4 separate regions of the Gossypium hirsutum genome follow, and all the other regions are linked to region 4. A link is a contact called in public Hi-C data. All regions are on one chromosome and are shown on one strand. Each heading gives the region's core, a stretch centred on a gene start, on an enhancer-like site or on the middle of the called end of the contact. The rest is flanking DNA. Distances are from core to core; before and after follow the strand shown. Region 1 has its middle 19 kb from the start of LOC121214878. Region 2 has its middle 19 kb from the start of LOC107910731. Region 3 holds the start of LOC107910733 (serine carboxypeptidase 1). Region 4 holds the start of LOC107910729 (B3 domain-containing protein Os11g0197600).

The links. Hi-C and Micro-C count contacts between places; a contact is called where the count stands out from the background.
Region 1: a Hi-C map of leaf shows a contact between it and region 4, with 2.2 times the contacts expected there. The contact joins the enhancer-like site here to the promoter of LOC107910729 in region 4. A contact is called at or near these places in 2 of 34 Hi-C or Micro-C datasets (both in leaf).
Region 2: a Hi-C map of hypocotyl shows a contact between it and region 4, with 2.7 times the contacts expected there. The contact joins the enhancer-like site here to the promoter of LOC107910729 in region 4. A contact is called at or near these places in 8 of 34 Hi-C or Micro-C datasets (anther, callus, hypocotyl and 2 more).
Region 3: a contact with region 4 is called in a Hi-C map of leaf, with 2.3 times the contacts expected there. The contact joins the promoter of LOC107910733 here to the promoter of LOC107910729 in region 4. A contact is called at or near these places in 2 of 34 Hi-C or Micro-C datasets (leaf and petal).

What each region holds. Positions count from the first base shown.
Region 1 is chrD02:20,052,367-20,055,066 of Gossypium_hirsutum_v2.1, forward strand. No RefSeq gene overlaps it. Among protein-coding and RNA genes, the nearest start is that of LOC121214878, 19 kb to the right of the region's middle. Within about 2 kb of position 1,390, at least 4 of the 9 cell types and tissues checked have an H3K27ac peak or open chromatin away from gene starts, as enhancers often do. A contact at or near this core is called in leaf, where this site is marked.
Region 2 is chrD02:20,151,518-20,154,217 of Gossypium_hirsutum_v2.1, forward strand. No RefSeq gene overlaps it. Among protein-coding and RNA genes, the nearest start is that of LOC107910731, 19 kb to the left of the region's middle. Within about 2 kb of position 1,309, at least 4 of the 9 cell types and tissues checked have an H3K27ac peak or open chromatin away from gene starts, as enhancers often do. A contact at or near this core is called in hypocotyl and leaf, where this site is marked.
Region 3 is chrD02:20,005,537-20,008,236 of Gossypium_hirsutum_v2.1, forward strand. It overlaps LOC107910733 (serine carboxypeptidase 1), which reads left to right and starts at 1,261. Exons shown (of 8, transcript XM_016838701.2): 1 at 1,261-1,943. The coding sequence starts at 1,568.
Region 4 is chrD02:20,516,592-20,519,303 of Gossypium_hirsutum_v2.1, forward strand. It overlaps LOC107910729 (B3 domain-containing protein Os11g0197600), which reads left to right and starts at 1,286. Exons shown (of 6, transcript XM_016838695.2): 1 at 1,286-1,498; 2 at 1,619-2,099; 3 at 2,447-2,622. The coding sequence starts at 1,433.

The DNA.
Region 1 (2,700 bases), core at 140-2,639, 460 kb before region 4:
ATCCAAAAAATGGTGTCAACAACAAGAATTAAAAGATAATTGAAGCAATTAAGTAAGCAAATAAACTAACTTGTATATAAAATTTTAATAAATAAATTATGAGGGGATGAAAGTTAATAACAAATTTGATGACGGTGGGCAAATTTGATTATGGTGGGTGACAATGGTTATAAGGACCCAAAGTCATTTTTTTTAATTTAACTCGAATAAATATATTCGATTTGATTTGATTCAAATTCTATCTCACTCGACTCGATTCGAGAAAATTTCAAATTGAGTTAAGATGATTAAATAAGATTCGTCAGTTCGATTAACTCGAAATTTTTTCATTCGATTTGATCGAGCACTCACCCCTACCTCTCTTCACTTGGCCTCTCTTTGCTTGGACATCCTCCCAAGCCAAGCCAAGCCACTTGATCCCGCTTAAAGGTGGCCTTGTCCACCCACTCCTATGACAAGGCAACCCGCTCGTCAAGTAACCTCATCAGGCACCTGTTTTTTAGGTGTAAACACTTCTCAAGCATGAACACACCTCTAACGACAAGTGTACCCCACCAGAGAGTAACAACAACCTCGTATTGCTTGGGACCTCTATGCCCGCACCCCACGTACACTGTTAGCATGTTTGCCATAACAACCTACCACGTCACACTATAGGACAAAATGACCTCTCCTATATATACCTTCCTAACGAAGAAGAAGAGATTGATCTTTTGAGCCCTTAAGTTACCTTGAGCAATTTCTTCCTGTTCCAGCAATCAACCTATCCTCTTCTCTATTTTTGGCTTTCCACCTCCCTAGGTGAATCAGCTTCCTTAACATCACCGCATACTCCTCTTTATCTTCTCCATATCTCCTCCCTTGTAGATAGTATCAATACAATTTAATCACTTTACTTTCAGTTTCAAAATTTTAGTTTTGATTTAAAAATTAAAGTCCAATTGATAATTTTATTATTTTGAATATTCGTTATTAATTTACTTTAATTTTTAAATCAAATATTTGAATATTAAAATGCTACATATTTGAATTTAATGAAAATTGATTAACAGTGTTATCAACTGGTTTTTAATTTTCAAATCAAACAAGTATGCGGACTAAATTAAATGAAAGGAAAGTGGAGGGATTAAATTCAGAAGTCCCAAGGAATATAGGGATGGAAGGTATAAAGAAAAAGAGAGGTGGGAATGGGACGGGACCAGGAAGGAAACTAGGAAAGAAACAAAAAAGGCCAAAATAATTTATAGGGGGGAATTACCCATGACTTGCACGCCTCAAAAAAAGGCAGAAACAAACGATCTGTGTGTCGCCCTGGTACAACATTGAGGACAGACAATTGCATGATAATGGGTCTGAGTTTTAGAGGGACGGTGAGAAGTGGGGTCCTAAAGATGATGCATACAATATGAAAGCATTAAGCAAGCTTGAATTTCATCACATTTGTCGGTCGGTCCATGGGGGTGGCTGGCAATGGTTGTTCATTTAGATGGTACATAAATAGCAGCAGGACCGGCATCTATTTATTAGAGTTTGACTTTAGAGTTGTAGCTGCTGTATCTGTATAGAGACATCTGTGTGGGCCTAAAAACACTAGAGAATCTACTAGATTAATGGCCACCTAAAAATATATCTGAATAATGCCTAAACACAAGCATAAAGTATTAGGATTTCTGTATGCCTAAACACTGGTTTTGTGTATTTATGTTGAACACTTCATTTTCCTTGCATCTTTAATTGGGCTTTGCTTTTCACATAATATAGACATGGGCCTCAAAAGTTGACTATCCATGAATCATTCCTTTGGATGTAATCCAAGAAACAACATGGAAGCATCAAAAGAGAGGACGGTTATTCAACTCCAAAAGGAAAGAAACAAATTAAAAGATTCCCAAAGATCGAAGCTGTCCTTTGTAAACCATCAAAGCCGTCTGAGCAGTAATTTCACTTTCAAATATTTTTCTCTATCGGTAAATTTTCCTTCTCATTATTTGAATAAAATTAAGTTATAATTTGGTTATTAGACCATTTAAAAGTTTTCACTAGATTATTAAAATTGATGTTATATGGCTTTCTTTGTTCACATGTTTGCACCAATCAAAAGCTCTCTTTTCCCTTCTCCTCTACAATTTAGTTTTTCTTTATGAAACAAATTTGGATGTAATGAATTTGCGAATCAAAATTTAAATAGTTTTTTTTTTTCCAATTTTTTACACTGACCGTTATTGACTTAAATCTAAGATATGTTTTTTTACTCGTCAATGAGTACTAATCCACTATACTGGTCGTTGAATCGTCGTTTGGAGCTCGTTGGTGAAACTTTTTTTTTTTAAATTTAACATCTCAGTGATTTAAATAAAAAAAAATTTTAAATAGTTCGATGTTTTAAATAAAAATTTTTGAATAATGCAATGATCAAAACAAAAACTTACCTATAATTTAATAACTAAAAATTTAGTTTACCTTAGACAATTTTTCACCTTTATTTAAATCAGAAACGAAAAGGGCATTTCTAACATTGATGAAGATTAACCCTATATTATTAATTCAATTAGTTTATATGCTTTTAGAATAAGATATAAAATATTCCATTGAAATCAGGTCATTGTTATAAAATAGTGAGGTGGTTGGCATAAGAACATCTAAAAGCTTTCAAAAATAAGAATCTTTCAGTAAGTATAGAATTCTTTTTCAACTTATGAT
Region 2 (2,700 bases), core at 59-2,558, 370 kb before region 4:
GTTTAAATTTACGTCTTTTTGCACAAACAATAATAGTGATAAGAATCAAGTTAACACTCAGTTGACCATATAAATATAATTTTAGTATTAATTTATTCTTTCTATTCGTATATAAACAGGGTGATTGAAATTTTATAGATTTGCTTGTTGCATACTGGTGAACAACGGGAAAGACGTGGGAGCAGTTTCAGAATTGGATTAAATATAGAAATTTACTTGAAGAATCCTAAAAATGATGACAAGGACAAATAGTAAGCGCAAAAGCTGGTGGTAGGAATCTATGCCAAGGTAAATATACGAATAAATCAGTTCCCTTTGCCCTCTAGGGTTCGAATATAGTTTTTTTATTTTTATGTTTTGGGTAAATTTTATAGTTTATGTTTAAGATTCGTGTTTGCTTATTTTAATAATATTGTTTTTAATATTTAAACATGTTTTCTTTCTTAAGAGTGTAATGTATCTTACCATTACATTTAACAATTATTGGTAAATTTATCTAAAGAAATAATTATTAGGTACATGCTTTATTTTTATTTTTAGGTATAATTACAGATGGTTCTTCTCAGTTTTATGGCCTAAAATTAATTTTAATATATTTAAATAAAGTATTTTTAACTATATCTATTTCTTGATTTAAACTTAATTCAAATATTTAGAGAAGAAATCCGTCATTTTTTCCATCCACTTGTTGGTGTTTACATGCTTTATTTAACCAATATGACGAGATAATCTCATATATACATATATATATATATGATATTTTCTTGATGTGCTCAGCCATTTGATTAATGTCTTTTAATGGCTGAAACAAGTAATGTGTTGATCATATTGGTCTCCACAGATGATAACCCAATAAAACAGCGTACCAAGCTGAAGAGCAGTTTTTAAATTTAAAATTGAAAATTTGTTTTTGGTCTAATTAAATAAAAAATAGTGATGATGAAGATTCTGAATCAAATCATTTTAGAAACAAATGAAGAAGCAGAGCAGCCAGCACATGCTCAAAATCATTAGTGAGATGGCAAGATTCAGATGCACACGCAGAAAGAATCTGCAGTTTTATTCATTAAACCGTGTCATATACATTCACCCTCCATCATTAACAAGTTGAATAGCAGTTTCGGCATGATTTAAGGAAGGATCACCAGTTTTCTCTGGTGCCACGATGGAGCTTTTAGAGCCCACAACACTACAGATACAGTAAAGTTGAGAGCTTGAACTGTGGTTTCCATGAGTTGTATGGATTTAGGAGGACCCACTCTTTATCCTGGCCTGGCTTCTACTAAAAAGGCCTAGCAAGATTATATCAATTGGATCCTTGGTTGGCAGGTTGTTGCCTTCAGCTCCAATGGTATTTTGGACTGTGGACTATGCTATACAATGGGCTAAATTCAATTTCATTCTCAGCCAATACCAGTAAATATCTAGTTCTCTCAAAATAAATTGTTTTTAAAGCATTTAAAAGTTAGCAAAAAAGGACATTTCAAGATGGTGTTAACTATTTTTTTCATAAATTGTAAGGTATACAATTTAGTCCCTCTCAAAATAAATGAGGTAGTTGTGTCCTTATATTATTCAAAACTAAACAAATACAGGTAGTTGAGCACAATGCCAATTATTTCTGTTATTAAAACCTAGATAAAAGTAGTTGTATTAAGAGTTAGATTGTATTTTGTTCCCTCTAATAAAAAAATGGGCAAATTAATTATTATACATTAGATCAAAGAGCAAAGTAATCATTTCTGTTAAGATTTCATCTCTTTCTATTGTTAAAAATTGGAGTGACTGACAAAATTACTAGACAATGACACGTGGTATGCCATATGTATCTTAAGCTGACGTACAAGAATCAATTTTTAACCATAGAAATGAATGAAAGTTATAACAAAATGATCAATTTCTCTTTGATCTAATGTCCAAGAACTAATTTGTCCACTTTTAATACATGGACCAAAATATAATCTAATTCCTAATACATAGGCTTTTATGTTACTTTTACCTCAAACATGATTTGACAAAAAATTATCACCCAACTAATTACGTTTGTTTTATTTTTGTTCAATTTTATTAGTTGTTGTTAACTTTATGACGGAAAGATAATATGACAATTTTAAAATTGACATGATAATAAATTTAACAATTACTATTTAAACATTGTATAAATTTAATCATAATTCTTAAAAAAATTTATACTCTATATTTATAGAAACCCAAAATATGCCTAAATCTAATAATGTTGAGAAAGCCACAACAATTGGGTTATGATGACCCTGTAAGTGTTTATTGCAATCCATGAATTTGTTAACAATCATATTGTTCATCGTAGGCAAAATTTTGTTCATCAGACTAAGACACTCTTCCATTGCTTGTGCTTCTTTAATTTGACTAAACTCATAATTGCAATTACTGCCCCTCTAAAACACATAAAAATTTGATTTTGAATAGTAAAATTTGATAAATTAGTTGCTTTTCAAACTAAAATTTAATTTTGAACTAAAATTTTAATTCTAATTTTGTGACACCCCAAACTCGACCTAGATGTTATAGTCAGATTATGGAGGTCACATCACTAAATAAAAGAAAGTACTAGTGTTTTGAAGAACCAATTCCAGCAAGTTAAAACTTTATTGTCTCATTTAAAAAAAAAGAACACTTCAAACATGTCAAAATATTAAGTTAAATTCTCTTATAAACGTACCC
Region 3 (2,700 bases), core at 11-2,510, 510 kb before region 4:
TGCTAACATCATCTTTTTAGAATCGCCTGCCGGTGTCGGATTCTCTTACTCAAATAGAACCTCAGACTATAAGTCAAGTGGAGATTTAAGAACTGCCCAAGATTCCTATACCTTTCTTGTTTACTGGCTCCAAAGATTTCCTGAATACAAAACCAGGGAATTTTTCCTGGCAGGAGAGAGTTATGCAGGCCATTATGTACCCCAGCTTGCTCACACTATACTCCAAAATAATCAACACACCAATCAAACTATAATCAATCTAAAAGGAATTGCAGTAAGTTCCTGTAAGAATGTTCTTATATATTTATGTTGTCATGAAATGAATGTTAACAGGGGGGGTGTTATTGATGTATTAGATAGGTAATGCTTCTATTGATTTTGAAACAATTATGAGAGGAGCAGTGGATTTCTAATGGACGCACGCCCTTACGTCTGATGACATATACACTGGACTTGCATTGAACTGCGATTATTCTACTCTAAATTTATCATCCAAAGTTTGCTTAGGATTTGGGGATAAAGCAAATGATGCTGCTGGTAACATGTATGCCTCTATGCTCCCTTATGCAATTCCTCCTCAACTTCCACTTACCTTATATACCAAGTTGGTGAATAGAATGTTCCTAGTATTTTTTTCCACTTCTGCTTACTGAGAATTAAGAAATAGGTTTCGGCTTTCCATTCCTGCTCGAAAATTTATATTCATTCCATTAACAGTTTTGCCAATCATTAAGGAAGTAATGGACAGTGGAATTCGGGTTTGGATCTACAAGTTAGTCATTTGACTAAGTCCAATTTCATAGCCTTGGATAAAAACATTGATAGCTCATTAAACAAGAATCAAAGTTAAAAACTTTCTAATCAAGTTTAATGGTATTATGTCAGTGGTGACACAGATGGTGCCCTGCCTCTATTATGTAGCAAATATGCCATAAACAAACTGGGGATGCGCATTAAGACTGCCTGGTATCCTTGGTACCTCCATGGGGAGGTAAGAGTTTGAACTGAATTTCACTAATCTAATTATTGCTATTAGAAAATGAATCAAAGGTGTGATCAAGCTAATCATCTAGCTGGTTTTTGTCAAGGTTGGAGGGTATGCTGTTGGATATCAGAACTTAATATTTGTAACAGTAAGAGGAGCTGGACATTCTGTTCCCAGTTACCAGCAAGCCTGGGCCCTGGTGCTCTTCTCGTCCTTCCTAAACGGAAAGCTTCCGCCATCCGCACGAAGGTTCGACCGTTGAGAGAATGATAAATGTATTTTGCTAATTGATATATCATATTAACCGGAAATGTAATGTTAACTTTGTAACAAAGGGTTGAATGTTGAAAACCACACTCACCAAATTTCAACGTGGGTTAATTTTCATTCCCAAACAACAACAGGAATACATATCAAGCTGGCCCCAGGCCCCAGTAGATTTGTTAGCAAGTGCATCAAGCTGTGACTTGGCTACAAAATGGAAAATTATCCTCTGCCAGTATAAATTAGCATCAATATTGGCTTGCATACATACTTAATACTATTAGAAGCTTGCATAAGCTCTTGAGTCCAGAGGCCACCATGAAAGTTACTATTAAATACTTGCTGCTTGTGTTGTCTTGCTACTTTACAACTTTCCTCATTTCATGCAAGGGAAACCAGATTGGCAATCTCAACAGGTTGATCGAATCTCGCAAATCTCCACACCCTGAATCATGGGCTCTACTAAATGATCAAGAAGATAGTCACAACTCTCCAGTGTATGTAGGATCCCAGAAAGGGATGATGCAAAGTGATAAGATCAACGCACTGCCGGGACAACCTGAAGGAGTGGATTTTGACCAATATGCAGGCTATGTAACGGTAGACCCTATAGCTGATCGAGCGTTGTTCTATTATTTTGTGGAGTCACCACAAAATTCTTCCGACAAGCCTCTCGTTTTATGGTTAAATGGAGGTATCAAATTTATCTATACTTCTGAATCAACAGATAGGTATCGAGTTTATTTGCATGGGTATAGAAAATGTCATATTAAATCAAAACTGAATATGCCATAGCAATAACATCTGCCATTTACTGCATCACATGGTCTGCATATGATAAGCTTGAGTATATGCAAAAAAGAGAAGTATTTGCATACTCAATCTTTGGGAAATATGATTGTATAAAGAAGCTTGACGATAGTTTCAGTACAACACCGATGTAGAACTCCCATGTTTAACCTATCCATAGATCAAACCTTGATTAATCATTTCTGTAGAAAAAGCATCCATTTTGAAACAATAATAGTACTAGAAAAGTGTTTTTCCATCTGAAATCAATATCATCCTTCAGCTTTTCACAGAAACAAAGAACTTAGTGTAGGACCATTTCACTGTTGCGAACCAGAGCACTTCAAATTCACGCTGTCCTGCATGTTACAACAGTCCACACGCATGGTAGAAATAAGGGACCTAGAATCTTCAGTTTTCCAACTTGCAAGGACCAGCAAGTTGTGTGATAGGCTGGTTGACTGAGTCCAGCCAGGTAGGGAGCCCACTTTACTAAGAATATCCCATTGGACTCTTTTATGTTCAAACAATAGCTACTGCTTTCCCACAAGAAAAGTTGACTAGTGATATAGTCTTTGTCCCGAAGCTTAATCATGAACCAGGCATCATTGAGACATAATTCAGTGGGATCCCACCACTAATTAAACTAATTGAGCGGATTT
Region 4 (2,712 bases), core at 36-2,535:
ATCTTGTTATATTATATATGATTTGTTAAAATAAATTTATAAATTTATTTTAAAAGTAATTAATTAAATATGTAAGTCTATTAAAAAATAATTTTAATTAATTAAATCCGTCACAAGTCTGTTACAAAATTTGTCATTATGTATAATAATTTCTGTTACAATGGGTTGTTGAGAGATAATCCCAAAATATTATGACCGTAATTGTGACAGAATATGATTCCTGTCACATTTTTTGTTAGAAATCCGTCGTTCTGAGTGGTTGCTTTTTACATGTGATTTTTGTTACTAATCCGTCACTAGTCAATCACTGATATGCTACAATAGTGATGAAAGGATTTATAAAGAGTTAACTTCTCGGTTGCCTCTTATACGAGAATTGATAACCGTAACAGTATAAGTTCCATGCCATGATACTAAAAATGAATGGATCTTGCATTGTCTGTATTCTTGAGTTAATCCTGTGGTGTAAGCCATTATAAACACCTCTAACTTGTAAGATTTTTTTTTGAATGAAAGCCATATTAATAAAATTTTATGATTAAAAAAATTAATAATAATTTATTTGACACTCTAATTTTATAGAAAAAAGTTTTTGATCTATTTTTTCATTATTTTTAGTTTTAAACTTGCGTTATTTGTCAAATTATCCTAAAATAGATGAAAATATTAGTATTTGCTAGCTTTGCTAATATGACATATACGTGGTTTATTATGTGGATGTCACATTATTAATTAATTAATCATTTAAAAATTTTAAAAAATAAAAATCATTTTAGAAAATTAAAATTATTAAAAAATTTAATTAATTGTTAATATAACATACATGTAACAATTCACGTACATGTCATGTAAGCAAAATTAACAAACACTAATATTTTTAGCTATTTTGGATAATTTGATAAATAATGTAAGTTTAATGGTTAAAGTAATATTTTTTTTAGACTTAGAAAAAAAAGTCAAACTATCACACTCCAATTATGGTTGATAGGGGTGAAAAACTTTTTTTTAAAAATATAGAAATTAAATTTGATCATTAATAAATTTACTAAAATTAAATTAATAAATCTACACATAAATAATTGGGCCTATACCTGGGGAATTTATAAAAATTGGGCCTTAACAACTATAGAAATTGCATAGGGTCGGATCCAAAGCTCGCTCACATCTGACATGGCAGGTTTCACTTAATAACAATCAGCTTCATTTCAACGCGCTGGTATGATTGATTGAAAGAAACTCGCTTTGATCAATGAGTCAAAAAGATACGTGTGACGCAACCGCATCCAACTCGGATAAGATAACAACCCAATCCAAACAACAGGTTTCTAAGAAAAATAAAAACAAAAACTCTCTTCCGCTTCAGAAGGTTCAAAATATGGGTCCGAATTAACATTGTCGATGAGTCTAAAGCATATCAAAGCCAGCAACAGCGATGTCAAAACTGAGGCGACCGCATTTTCTCAATGTCTTCTCCTCTACTTCAAGTGCTAACAGCCTGGTATTTTATCCCCTTCTTTTTTTCCTATTCAAATTAGGGTTTAGTGTAAATATTGTTATGAATTCCATTTTAGATTAGTTAGTTTTATTTACCTTCGAGTGATGGGTGATATTTTAACAGAGAATTCCAGTGGGATTTAATAGAAACTTGGAGGGAAGAGTTTCTGCGTCAGTTTTGTTAAAAGGACCAAGTGGGTATAGTTGGAATGTTAGATTAGTTCAAAGAAATGATGACTTATTATTTGATGAAGGATGGGCTGATTTCGTCGCAGACCATAGCCTAGAATGTGGTGATTTTTTGGTTTTTAGGTATGATGGTGACTTGGTTTTCGATGTCAAAGTGTTTGATCAAAGCAGTTGCGAGAAAGAAGTTGCTTTTCATTGTAAATGCAGTCAAGCTGGTAGCGTGTTTAATGGAATTTTGGGGCAGAAGAGATATAGGGAGGAGGAGGATGTTTCATTGGATCAAGATTGTGAAGAGTTGTTAAAGAGAATCAGACAGAGTTCTTCGGAGTCCGTTCGTGATGAAGAACATTGTGGGCGTGAGCTGATTCTTGCTACCACAAGTTGTCAAGGATTAACTTCCTGTGATGAAAATCATGGTAAAGAAATCAACCTCTCCCATTTGAGATTTGTATATGAATTGTTGTTTTATCATTGATTTGACAGTTTTCTATGATGTAAGAATAAAAACTTGTTTTAATAAACACTAAGTAAGAACTATGGTATCAATGTATGTGTATTCTTGTTTAGTTCTCATTATCTTATGTTAGCGTAGATACCACTTATTTGTGTTAAATTTGCTTTACGTAGAAACTCAATGTGAGAAATTTCATGCCTTTGTAATTGTGCATGCTTGTGGATGTTCATTCCGATTCTTATTGGAACTTCACTGGTTGTTTACATTACATAAATTCCACTTGACAGAGTCTCTGATCTCTTGAAACAGATGGAACCATCCTGAAAATAACTGGCAAAGAAGATGACTTGAACCTTCATGGCAGTGGCTGTATACAGATGATAGGAGAATTTGAAGAGAAGAAAGTGGCTCAGTCTTTTAACTCATGTTTCCCCTTTTTTGTAAGAATTATGAAAAGATTCAATGTCAGTGGCTCTTATACATTGGTAAGATGTTTCCTTCTCACTGTTTCGCCCTGGATTTTTGTGTTGGACATTGTTTGCAGCATGACATAAATTTGACCAAGCATCGTGCTA